2 separate regions of the Danio rerio genome follow, and region 1 is linked to region 2. A link is a contact called in public HiCAR-type data. All regions are on one chromosome and are shown on one strand. Each heading gives the region's core, a stretch centred on a gene start, on an enhancer-like site or on the middle of the called end of the contact. The rest is flanking DNA. Distances are from core to core; before and after follow the strand shown. Region 1 overlaps tbxas1 (thromboxane A synthase 1 (platelet)). Region 2 overlaps hipk2 (homeodomain interacting protein kinase 2).

Region 1 (6,500 bases), core at 3,404-5,903, 230 kb before region 2:
ATTCCATTGTCTCTTAAGATAACATTTAAAAGCAGCTCACCTAAACACAAATCATACAGTATCAATCACTCATCGTCCTGTTGACGAAATATTCTATTCTATTCTATTCTATTCTATTCTATTCTATTCTATTCTATTCTATTCTATTCTATTCTATTCTATTCTATTCTATTCTATTCTATCCCATTGTCTCTTAAGATAACATTTAAAAGCAGTTCACCTAAACAAAAATCATATCAATCACTCATCGCCCTGTTGACAAAATATTCTATTCTATTGTCTCTTAAGATAACAATTAAAAGTAGTTCACTTAAACATAAATCATATCAATCCCTCATCATCTTGATGAAAAATTCAAATCTATTCTATTCTACACCATAATAATAATTTTTAAAGGGATGGTTTATTCATTCACTCATCCTCTAAAAATCCCATTCATTGATATATTCATTGATGATAAATATGATCTGTCGTACAAGATGTTAGATTTCCATATTTAGCATTATCAGCAAACGTAGCAAGGATCATTTTTTGTTTTCAATATTTCCTTTTTTTCAGCTGGTTCTTTCTTGATTTTTATTAAAATTACAGGTTCTACATTGTTTGTTAGATGCAATTGTTTTTGCAGTAAAATTTTTGTGGAAAAGGAAAGCAAATGACATTTGTTTCCTTCCTTTTTTGCTGACCCGAAAAATGGTCCCATCCGTGACTCAAAAACCGCAGTGTGATCCGAACTGTAAGATTTGTAATCCGTTACACGCACTACCCTAAACCCAACCAATAGTGTTTTCAAAAGCACAGATTGACCGGCCCACCAACTTCCATAAACCCAACTGACAGTTTTTAAAAGCCATTGCCAGATTTTTACCACGGTTTCAGATTTTACCACATTCTCACCCTGTTATTTACTTGTTTATTTAATGTTTTAGCTTCTGTTTTTGTCTTACCCGCTTTCTGGAACAGTTCTTTGCCGGATGCAAACCCTGTCAACATAGTCAACTTCTCTTTCCATCTCAAGTCCGCTGACATACAAGGTGAGCCACTAGACAAACTGGTACCAGTGGGGAAAGCCGTCCATAAGGAAGTAAGCAGTCAACTGCTAGCGTGAAAAGGAACAGTGTCATACGCCCCCGCAGCGTTCGTTCTAAAGACAAAATGCATTCATACGTACCTTTGGCTACATAAATCGCGATCTCCTGAAATTTATATACCGTAGAGCTAAATTTTCAGAATGAGCCTATGTTGTTTTTATCATGGGGATTACAAACATGTCCCCACAAGGCCTAAAATTGCAGTTATTGCTATACTTGCAGAGACATTTAGTCCCCACAACGTGATGAATACCAAGAAACACACAGACAACTAGCGTCATTCTGATTCTCTTCCTCTCCATTGGGCTCATATTAAACACAGGAAGGCCAGTGGCACTCGCTGCTTTGATCTCCCCAAGGAGAAGTCGGCCTCTCAGAATCAGGCATATTAAAACACAATGTCTGGCAAGCGACGGACTAAATTAGAGGACACTGGGCGCTCACTGAGAGGCTCATGCTGTCTGAATATGAATGACAGGATGGTGAACAAGAGCCTCATGTGTGATGGGTGTTACGCAGAGACGCTGTGGTGTTAAAGTAATTCTATAAATGTGGAAATGACTAAAGCAATCACGTTGGGCACTTTTCATCAGGAATATAATCAGGGGGGGAAAAAAATCATTTTCTATTACCCAGGGGGTAATGAGAAGTCATTCATGTTTCACTTGGCAAAACAAATAGGTTTCGCATATTTGTGTTTATTAATGCTTTCGACAAAAGGTTTCTTTTAGACGGCAATTTCAGTTTTTATTGTTAACAAAGAAAGCAAAATACAATTCAATCTGTTTTCTTTCATATTTCTGCATTTGATGGACAGTTTGATAACTGTGAGTACAATCAAAAGAGACTTACCCACAAATTCGTCCGTACTTGTTTATGAGGTCAGCTTGAGACTTAAAGAAACCCTGTGCAAAAAGCAGAAAGTTTATGAAAAAATTAGAAGACAAGTTGACATTCAAGTTACACAAGTGATTTATTTTATTTTAGAGACTATTCAATTCCACAACCATGAGAATTATAAATTGAATGACCAATTCCTTTTTGCATTGAAAGTATTACTTTAATGGTGAAACCTAAAGTAATGGTCCATGTATTACATGTATTTTGTAACATGAACAATTCATTTATTACAATATTTATTAGTGTTAGTTACTGAAAATAAAGTTGTTTATTGTTAGTTCTACTTTATTCACACAGACTGTTAACTTTAGAGTGTAGTAACACATTAGAAAATGTTGAACTGTGATTATTAAATGCAGAACAACTATTGTTCAGTCCTAGGTCATGTTAGTAAACTGACCATTATTTTAAATTGTTACTGATTCGGTCACACTTTATTTTGAAGTATAATTCTCTCTATTGGAAAACCATTTATTATGACTATTAGCTAAATAAGCTACAAATTTGCTGATTTTTAATAGTTATTAGGGTAGTGGTTTGGTTTAGGTATTGGATCAGGAATGAAGAATGTAGGAATGTAGAAAAGTTTAGACTTTATAACTACAAACAGACAATAAATATCTTATTATTAGGTAGGTTGGTTAATAGTGGAAATAGTACTTAAAAACAGAAACAGAAATTATATCAATCACTCATCCTCCTGTTGATGAGAATTCTGTCCTTTTTTCTATTCTATTCTATTCCATTCCATTCCATTCCATTCTATTCCATTCTCTCTTAAGAGAAACAATCTTTTTCCAATTAGCAAACCATTACCTATGATTATTAACTAAATAAACTACAAATTTGCTGCTTATTAATAGTTATTAAGGTGGTAGTTGGGTTTAGGTATTGGTAGAATCAGGATTGTAGAAAAAGATTAGACTTTATAATTATACACTGACAATAAATATCCTATTAATAGGTAGGTTAGTTAATAGTAGGAACGGTACTTGAACTAAAGTGTTACTGATAATTTTTGCTGTAAAAAGGCCAGACAGTAATTGTTTACAAACAATTATTACACTAAATGACATCTGTTTTGGTAGAAAAAAATCATTTTAGCTAAAAAAAAAAATATTAAGTTTTTATTTTTTTATTCTGGTGTTTTATGTTTCTTTTATTGTGGTTTGTAAAGCACTTTGGATTAATATTGTGTATGAAATGTGCTATATAAATAAACTTGCATTGCCTTGCCTAAGGAAAAAACAACAACAACAAAAAAAAACAGGACATGACACGTTCTGTATCCCCAGCACCCATCACATAATTTAGAGCTATTATCATCTAATAAATAAGACTAGACCAGAACTTATTCTGTTAATGAAGTCTCTCAAAGCTGTGAAAGATGTAAAAGCTCTGTCTGTTGTAAGTTATTATGAATCAGTATTTGCCGTCTTGTGAATCTCTTCCTTTTGTTGTGTTTATTTTGTTAAGTTTTTTTCCTTTTTATTCGAATTTTAGTTTTTGATATCTGTTTTTGCTGTAATTGTACATTACTAATGCACTAATAACTAATGTGCTCTAATAACTTATAACTTATTAAGGCACACAATAAAATAAACAAACAAACAAATAAATAAATAAATAAATAAGTATCAAATAAATAAATAAATAAATAAATAAATAAGACTAGAGCTCCCTGTGCAAAAGCAGTATAAGCAGACAGTCAACTAATACTCAAATTCATTGGCATTTATGTACCTTTAGTCATCAAAATGTGCAATAGGAAGCATCAAAATAAAGTCTTAGCGAGTTTAATGATACATTAAACAATCTTGAACGATGATTAATATATGCAGAACAAGTATAGTTCATTGCTAGTTACCGATTTGATCACACTTTACTTTGAAGTATAATTATTACTATTAGCACACCATTAACTAGTTCAATAAACTAGTAATTTGCTGCTTATTACTAGTTATTAAGGTAGTAGTTGGGTTTAGGTATTGGGTAGGATTAGAGATGTAGAAAATGATCAGACTTTCTAACTACTATAATAAACAGCCAATAAATATCTTATTAACAGGTAGGTTAGTTATTAGTGGGAACGGTACCTAAAAGTGTTCTGATGATTCTTGCTGTCAATAGGCCAGAGAGTAGTTGTGATCCCACTATAACGTACAATTCATGCTATTAACAAGCCATTCAGTAAGACTTTAAGCTCAATAAACTATTAATTAGCTCCTTAATAAAAGATAGTAATGTAGTAGTTGGGATTTAGCATCGGGTAGGATGTGGTCATACTTTATAAGTGCTATAATAAACAGTTATTATCGTAATATTAGGCAGGTAATAAAGTCAGTAGTAAGTGGTGTTGCTTGTTTTACTGTAGTTGTTCATATATAAAATATTGTTACATTAAATCTTTCATGGCAAAAATGAATGACAGTCGTTTGCTGTTCTATCCAGTCGTTTGCTACAAAAAAAAAGAAAGCAACTAAACAGGACACATTTTAATGTATCCCCAGTGCCCATCATGTAATTTAAAGCAATTATCATCTATTAAATAAGGCTAGACCTCCCTGCACAAAATAGATCATTCTCTACAGTATTACTACAGATTGAACACAAACAACAGTGCGCAACTGCACTCATCTACCAGTAGGAGACAGGATAGAGCAAAAATCATTAACTGTACTCCTCTCTTTCTCTCTCTCTCTCTCTCTCTCAAGGTTTATGGGCTCTCTAAAGGTTTATTGAGGTCTACTGAGAATATTATCCTGAAATATCCAGAACCATAACACAATAACATGAATATCATTATATCCCCATTTAAAATTGAAGAATGTATTAAACTCTGCACACAGGGCTGCTGAGATTGCACTGTGTTTATAGAGTGGAGATAAGTTACACAACAAAGCAAACAATGAACATCAAATCTGACTGTTAAATGCACACACACACACACACACACACACACACGCATACAGTACATGCATGCAAGGAAAAAAGTGCTAGTTTGGTATGCATGGCAGCCGGTGGCTCTGCTGTCTCTACTAATGAAGGAGTCGACAGCGCTGGCACCAGAGCGCCTGCCCTCCCTTCTCCATCCCACCATTCCTGCAGTCTCCCTGGTGGGCATTAGGCAGGGACGCGTGTGTGTGTGTTCCTCACTGAGCATTAAGCAGTGGGGTGTGCCCTTCTGTCCTGATGTCCTCTCCTTCAGCCTTTTATTACTGCTCTGTCATATGGAAGAGGCTGCGTGGGCATTAGTGATTGGCGATGTGGCTTTAAAACTATGTAAGGAATAATTAACAACGGGCCATTGAATTATTATGAAGTAATGCACACCTCAGGTGGAAATGTGGTCATGGCTTGGAGCAGAGTGGGTGTTACACTTTGGGTGTGTGTTATTTGCGAATACTGCAAAAGGACTGGAGCCAATAATAGCTATTAAATGACGATTACCACACCGAAAAACAAAACATTGTTAAAAATAAAACTAGAACTGTTAATGTTGCCAATTCAAATCTGTATTTTAATAAAGTGACATTTATTGACATTTTAAGTTTAGCTTAAAACAATATATTGCAACCCAGGCTCATTTTGAAAATATACAGCTATATAGATTTCTGGAGAGCGCCAAATACATCCTAACAGCTATGTTTTTTTTCAATTTGTTTTCACAAATCCACCAGAGGTCGCTGTATACGCTTTTTGAGATCTCAGATTTCTGTCGCAAGTGTCATTCGTAAATCCACCAGAGGCCCCTGTCGACTGACTGACCGATCGACAGACCCACCCTCCTCTTTTCCTAAACCCAACCAATAGTGTTTTCAAAAGCACAGATTGACCCGCCCACCCACTACCCTAAACCCAACCAATAGTGTTTTCAAAAGCACAGATTGACCCGCCCACCCACTTCCCTAAAGGCAACCGACTGTTTTAAAAAGCAATCTAGAAAAACAAAAGCCCTTGCCTAATTTTTTACCACGTTTTCAGATTTTACCACATTCTCATCCTGTTATTTACTTGTTTATTTTATTTTTTGGCTTTTGTTTTTGTCTTCTGGAACCATTCTTTACCAGACTCGAACCTTGTTGTCATGGTCAGCTCCTCTCTACATCTCAAGTCCACCGACGTTTATGGCAAGCTACTGGACAAACTGGTAACAACGTGAAAAGAAACGGCGTCACACCACCCCGTAGCGTTTCTTTTAAAGATGAAATACTTCTGGCTACATATAGTTTGTGATCTCCAGAAACATTTATAGGGCTACATGTTGATATATTGTATAATAAATTATATATACACTCTAAAAAATATCTGTTAATATTTTCTGTATTTGGTGTTTTCCATTTATTTACAGTTGTGTATTGCATTATGGTTCTTGATCTCTGCTCTGTCAACTTTTGATGTTGAAAATCCAACTCTACAGTTTAACAAAGACACTTTTATTGACATTTAAGTAGTGAGTAGTAAGTGAAATTGTATGTTAGTAGTAGTAAAATTATATGTATACTATAA
Region 2 (7,057 bases), core at 2,791-5,290:
AGCCCCCTTCAAATTTTTTTCTTCTTTTTTAAATATTTCCCAAATAATGTTTAACAGAGCATGGAAATTTTCACAGTATGTTTGATAATATTTATTTTTCGAAAGGCTTATTTGTTTTATTTCGGCTAGAATAAGAGAGGTTTTTAATTTCTTAAACATCATTTTAGGGACAAAATTATTAGCCTCTTTAAGCTAATTTTTTTATCGATAATCTACAGAACAAACCACTGTTATACAATAACTTGCCTAATTACCCTAACCTACCTAGTTAACCTAATTAACCTACTTAATCCTTTAAATGTCACTTTAAGCTGTATAGAAACGTCTTGAAAAATATCTAGTAAAATATTATTTACTGTCATCATGGCAAAGATAAAATAAATCCGTTATTAGAAATCAGTTATTAAAACTATTATGTTTAGAAATGTGTTGAAAAAACTTCTCTCCTTTAATCTGACTTCAACTGTATATAGTTACATTTCATGAGCAGCGCCAGACTATACACGTACGCTTGATGCAGAACTATAAATAAGCCTTAAGGGACTCTTCGTGGTATTTATTTGTTCATTGTATGAAAGAAAGCTGCCAAACTAAAAGATTCTACTAAAAGTCGCACAAACTCAAAATAAGCAAATCGTAACAGAATTTGAATTTCTATGTTTTTACCGTCCAATAACTTCGCTGTTATTTCTTACCAGGTTTGCAAGCATCGCCCTCTAAACACACTGGCTACTCTGTGCGGATGGAGAACGCAGTTCCCATAGTAACACAGGCCCCCGGTGCCCAACCTCTGCAGATCCAGCCAGGCCTTCTGACACAGGTACAGCCAGACATTGCCCCCATCGCCACAGCAACACAAAGCCACATTTCCAAAACTAATTACACCCCTCAGCCTTTCCCAAATTCTCAATTACATCCGAGTTTGGCTCCGACGAGGAGCAATTAGCATGACCTACTTTGTTTTAATGATATAAGTATAATTCACTCTCCCCTCAACGAAATCCAGAAGACACTCTCATTTCATGGCCAATAGATTAATTGAAGCCGGGTTGGATTTATCTCAGCATGCTCTGCTGTAGCAAACGCAATGACCTGCCTTTCCCCTTCCGGAGATTTTCCCCTCAATGATGCTTTGCTTTCCTGCCTGCACTGAGGTCTAGGAAACTGTGCTTCTTTCCTGGAGTTAACAGGAAGTCACGCTTTGATGAGCAAGACTGAGGTTGGCTTTAAATGAGGTCTGTAGATGCTGAGGGATTTGTCGACCCTCGGGAGCCACAAGGAAGGGCCCAGACGGCTTTTACATTCGAGACGTTCAGAGCTGTTTAGCCAATTTGTAATTTATCTACAACTTTTTCAGAACTGCTGAGCTGAGCGCTTGTTGCTTTTTTGAAGATTATACTCTTAGTTCAGGCAAAGAATATTAACACACACTCATGCCATTCCGAAGGCACACGACTTTCTTTATTAAACAATATTCTAGCTGTACATTTTGCTTAAATCATAATGACTCGTCAGCAAATTTGTCTATTTTCCACATCTTGTAGTGTTGAGTGAAAAAAGGCAAACATTTAAGTTGATATTTACTGAAGCTCTTAATATCAATTCTAGTTGTTCACAACAATGTCTATAATGCTAATAATGACATTATGAAATTAACATTACACAACATTAAATCATTGACAGTCAGACAGCCAGTCAGAATCTATCCTACTGTGAAGAGCTTTAGCATTTAAAGTGACCTGATCTGGGTATAAACAGATCTTAACAAATCAAGCTGAATCCACTAGATGAAAATATTGAATGAATGAATGAATGCCAAGCTAAATTTTGTTATTTTTGTCAGCTCATATAGGTTTTATAATGTGTGTTCAGTTTAGTTTTCTAGGTTTGTTGTATCCAAACCAAAAAGATATTGATACATTAAGGCATGGCTCCTGCAGACTGAACTGAATACTAAACAAAAGTATTGTAAAAGCCTAAACCCCTTATAAAATGTTTTTAATTTAAACTAGGGTTGCACGGTTTACCATTATTATGGTAGTATCACAATACTACTATGGCTGAAAAAAAAATACTGCCGATGCCACTGTGGTTTGTAAACGGTAGTATCGTCATTAATGGTTTATCATTCATTCATTCATTCATTCATTCATTCATTCATTCATTTTCTTTTCAGCTTAGTCCCTTTAATGGTTTATCTAGAATAGATAATGCTGGATGTGGAAAAGTCACCAAAATGATCACACGTTTGTGCAACATTAGACCATTTTATTTGAATAGTCTGTGGAGCCCTTAAAGGTTGCATAACTGTGTAGAATTGGCACCTTTTATGGTAGCCTATTGCATGTTTTCTATTTTTTTAACGCACATCTAAATCGGTTCATTTCTGTTTCTGTCAATATAATTTAGTAGCTACAACAAACGTGACAATCTCTTAAAAAGAACTATTCACAAAGTGAAATTTGCAATTACTTTGGATTGTTACTTAATAAGACTGAGGAAAAAATAGATGAAAAACCCAAAATAGCAACAGGAAACATTGAAATAATTTTGACCACTTCATATAGCCAAATTTTGTTGGAAAATGCTCTTTTGTAACAAATTTAATTCGGTTTAATTTGTATTTTTATTTTTATTTATTTATTTATTTATTTGGTCAGTTATCTGCAAAATAAAAAGAATGAATCCATTTTAGGTTAAGTGGGGTGCAAAAAATACTTTTTGACCTTAAGGGAATTATGAGTTACATTCAAATAGGCCTATTATAACATAAAATATAGTATTTCTGACAAATTTTATATAATTTGAGTTATGAATTACAGTATTGCTATACTACTTGGTATCGTGATACTTAAGCTGGTGTAGTATCGTAAGATTAATTAATGATATCGCGACAACCCTAAACTGAACTGCAGCAGAGTTTATTGGATGAGAATTAATAGCCATCCTATCTGCAGTCTTTTTTTTTTTTTTGGTGTACACTAGAGTTATTCAAATGAACAGCAACCGCACTTGAGTTGTTTTTAATTTAAACAAATTTAAAGGCGTGCTTCAAAAACATGGTGCCTGAGTCATAGCTACAACTTTCATGATAAATTGACACCATTTTTGCTGAATGGACTCGATTTGACCACTGATTACTGATTTAATTTGACAATTGGGAGATTGATCATGTTGTCTTGGTTCATTTTATCTCCTGGCTGACCAAAAAATGAACAAATTTGTAATTCGTCCACCATAAAAAAGAAAGTCATTGATTCGCCTTCAGCAGCTAATGAGCCAAGCATACTGGATCAAGGTCAGGAAGATCCAAACATTTCGGGTCGCAGCGCTAGTAATACTGTAAACACAAAATGCAGGAAATACAAGATAGTTAAAGATAGAATAAAAATAAATTAAAGATAGCTACCTGTTTTGTTTTGGTTTGTTTTTTTCTCGAAGCAAAGAGTCCCTGACCCAGCCACAGTGCATAATCTGCACTAAAGTTTTTGCTAATGAATGCATGAGGCCCTCCAAATTAATAAGACATTTGTAGATGACCCATCCCCAATACCGCAAGGGGTACCCAAAACAAATGGCTTAGTGAGGTTTTGCTTTTATATTTTACATTAGGCTATTATTTGTGCAGAAACATATCTAGATATAGTAATAAACACACCATTTGTTTGAAACAACATTTGGTTGTCATACATATACTGCAAACTTATATAAGCGATAATGTCAATAAATGTGGAGGGGGGCCTTACAATATTTTCCAGGGGAAAAAAGGGGGTTTTCAGGCAAAGAAAGGTTGGGAACCGTTGCTTGAGTACATCTTCAATGTTCCTCACGTTCAAGAAAGCCTGTGCATAAATTCCACTGGTGATTATCACAGTGCTGGATTGGGAAAAGCAGTTGGGGATTGGGATGCTTGTTCATTACTACTGTAGGGCCTCAAGCGGCTTTTCTCCCCCTTCAATCCAATCAGCCTGGCCACATCGCTCCTGGTGCCAGTGGAGTGGGTTTCTAGAAGGCCTCGGCCTTTATCTGGAACAGGAATGCAGAAAATGCGAAAACAATTGGCGATGGAGCGGCGGTGCTTTCAGAGCCCTGGGGGTGACAAAAGGCTTTCACCCTGCGAGGGCAGAAAAGCTGTTAGAGGGGTGGTCGAAGAGATGGCCTCGCATGGAAAACTCTACTCTTATCTGGGTTAGCGTTTCAGGCCAGACGGTACAATTACACAACCCAGCCCAGAGTGAGAAAGGAGGATGCAGAGTGTCAGGAATGTAGGCAAAGGGCTTTAGGGACATAGTTCGGATGAAATTATTTGTGTCACAAGAGGAAGAAGTATGTAGAGGTGTTGACATGTACTTGAAGTATGTACTTTTAGGCCTTGTGCATCTGGAAAAATTTAATGTAGAGATAGATGCAAATGTTAAACTGGTAAATTTTCAGTTTCTATCAGATCAGCTGTAAGGTTTTGTTTGTTTTGTTGAGGTTAGAATGATGAAGTGTGTATTTTAAAATATATATTTCCATTTCTTAAGTTGGATTTATTTGATTGACTGATTTATTGATTGATTGATTCTTAATTAAACAGTAAGAGGCAAAAAAACTTTCAGTTTCAGGTGACCTATGAAGTTTTATTTATTATTGCTGCTAAAGGGAATTACAATTATAGTGACAAAAAAAGTTTCCCCACAGGTAAACTGTAAAGATTGAAGGTTGCTGAATTTATACATTTAAATGTAAGTTTAATTTTAAAATTAAAAAATTCACATGCCTTCAGGGTATTTATTTATGCACTTATTTTTGTATTTATATATGTTTTTATTTTTGTTATATCCAATATTCAAATTATTTTATTTATTTGAAACTGCTTGAGTTTTATTTGACTTCTCTGACAAAAACATCAAAAATAAAGGTATATTTAATTTACATAAATAGTTAAAATAACAATAAATGTAACAAATTAAAAGCACAACAAATGATAGCCTGACTGTAGTTTGAAAGTAACTTTGTTCGCACTGAAATTTAACGGGTCCAGTGCTTCCCACACATTGAATTTACTTTGGCTGGCTGCCCAGGTATATTAACGGCCGCCCAAGTATATTTGATGCCACTTATTATTATTATTATTATTATTATTATTATTATAAGGGTTTATTATTATTATTATCATCTTTTTACACTTTTTTGCATCCGCACAAGATAACGAACATCCACGATCGATTAAGTAGTGGAAAATGTTCTCTCACCCTACACGTTTCATACCGCTTTTGTGTGTGCGCGAGAACCGTCAACAGTCTCATGTGCTCTGCATCGACCTACAGAGACTTGATTCGTTCAGGGTTTGTAAATCTCCTAAAATGTCGGGGATTCAACTTTTGCTTTTGCTTTCTAAAGCTGTCGTTAAATTTATGCGTTTTTGCAAGTTTTGTTGGCGTAGGTTTCCTCCGGGTGCTCTGGTTTCCCCCACAGTCCACAGACATGCGCTATAGGTGATTTGGCTAGGCAAAATAGTCCATAGTGTATGTGTTAAATGGAAGTGTATGAGTGTTTCCCAGTGATGGGTCGCAGCTGGAAGGACATCCACTACATAAAACATATGCTGGCTAAGTTAGCCGTTCATTCCGCTGTGGTGACCCCTGATTAATTAAGGGACTAAGCCGAAAAGAAAATGAAAGAATGAATTCTTTAATCTGAACGACTCAGAAAAAATTTACAATATACTCGTACACTGTAAAAAATAATATAACATATATGGATTGAGTAACAATTAATTCGTTTTTTAAAGAATGTAGTTGTTTAAAACTCAAATGCGCAGTTTATTTCTAAAGATTGTGTATATTTTTAAATGTCCTTTGACAATTGCTGAGATGTCCACCTCAAGGTCATGACGGGCGCTCATCGCTCGTGTACCTGGCGAGGGCAGCTGGTCCTCGGCTAAACATACTGACTTGTGTGCCCCTGCCTAATTTGAAAATGCTCATTTTAATTACGTTGGATTTAATTGATATTTTCTCTTTTTGAAATTATTCAAAAATAACACCTAAATTCTTATAATAAAATTGATTTGATTTTATTACAGACATTTTTAATTAATTTCAAAGCAAAAAAAAAGCCCTAAAATCAGGAAATTTATTTTATTAAATAAAGTGTACATATTAATATTAATCAAATCTACAAGGCCACAAAATGACTTTTTACACTGCAGAGGATGAAATGTCATCTAAACTGACTGCAAAATGTACTGTATATACACCATTAGAAGTGGTTAACCAGATATAATCAGAGATATTGTTTGTTTTATTCCTTTTTTTTGTCATTTATTTCTCATTTGCTGTATGTTTGAATAATTTGATGGTGTAAATATATTACACATTGTATACATGTACTGAATGCTTTGGCAGTACTGTACAAAATGAACTTGACAGAGAAATAGAGCAGCTTTTACCAATAAGATCACATGGCTCCTGAATGGTAAAGAGAAATAGTGGATTTCTTTTTTCATTTTGGAAAAAAACCTTTAACCCATTGAAAAGAAAAAGTAACAGTGTCATAATGAATGAAAATATTGTTAAAAATCACGTTATTTTTTGTTTGTCGCATTTAGTTAACGATTTATGGGCTGTAGGTAAAAGGTGTGTTTCAATCCAGTTTCCCCCGCTAGTATATTTCAAACCTGTGGAAAGCACTGCAGTCTACTGATAAAGTTGCCCTTAAATAGTTAAAATTCCAGACAAATACCATTATTTTCTTTTCTTGTATTACTGAATGCGTAATCACAGCCTTTCGAAAAGCAAACATGCTTTTTTAAAAAGCATTTTTCCACGGTTCGCCCTCCCTCTTTTGTGCAAGCGCTGTGGCCCATACTGATGGGCTGGTAAATAGATGTGCAAAGGGTATTAAAGAAACAATTCATTAGTTGTACATTAAACTGCTAATCAATAAGGCTGCATTAAACTATTAGAGCTGCAGACAGTCTTCTTCAAGCTCACGTCTCTGGGCAAATTATGCCTGGCACTCCCCGCACTCCTCACCCGCCATACAAAGCAGCTCCTCACAAAGCCTCTGA

Evidence for each region. HiCAR-type assays count read pairs that join an accessible place to other places.
Region 1: a HiCAR-type map of caudal fin shows a contact between it and region 2, with 6 times the contacts expected there. The contact joins two enhancer-like sites. A contact is called at or near these places in 4 of 18 Hi-C or Micro-C datasets (caudal fin, embryo, hematopoietic stem cells and 1 more) and 1 of 4 datasets of contacts at active chromatin or transcription factors (caudal fin).

Annotation. Positions count from the first base shown.
Region 1 is chr18:14,069,129-14,075,628 of GRCz12tu, reverse strand. tbxas1 (thromboxane A synthase 1 (platelet)) reads right to left here. Exons shown (of 14, transcript NM_205609.2): 4 at 1,944-1,996. Among named protein-coding and RNA genes, the nearest start is that of tbxas1, 61 kb to the right of the region's middle. Within about 2 kb of position 4,653, at least 3 of the 62 cell types and tissues checked have an H3K27ac peak or open chromatin away from gene starts, as enhancers often do.
Region 2 is chr18:13,840,819-13,847,875 of GRCz12tu, reverse strand. hipk2 (homeodomain interacting protein kinase 2) reads left to right here. Exons shown (of 15, transcript NM_001099985.4): 9 at 699-820. Among named protein-coding and RNA genes, the nearest start is that of si:ch211-1e14.1, 28 kb to the right of the region's middle. Within about 2 kb of position 4,040, at least 17 of the 62 cell types and tissues checked have an H3K27ac peak or open chromatin away from gene starts, as enhancers often do.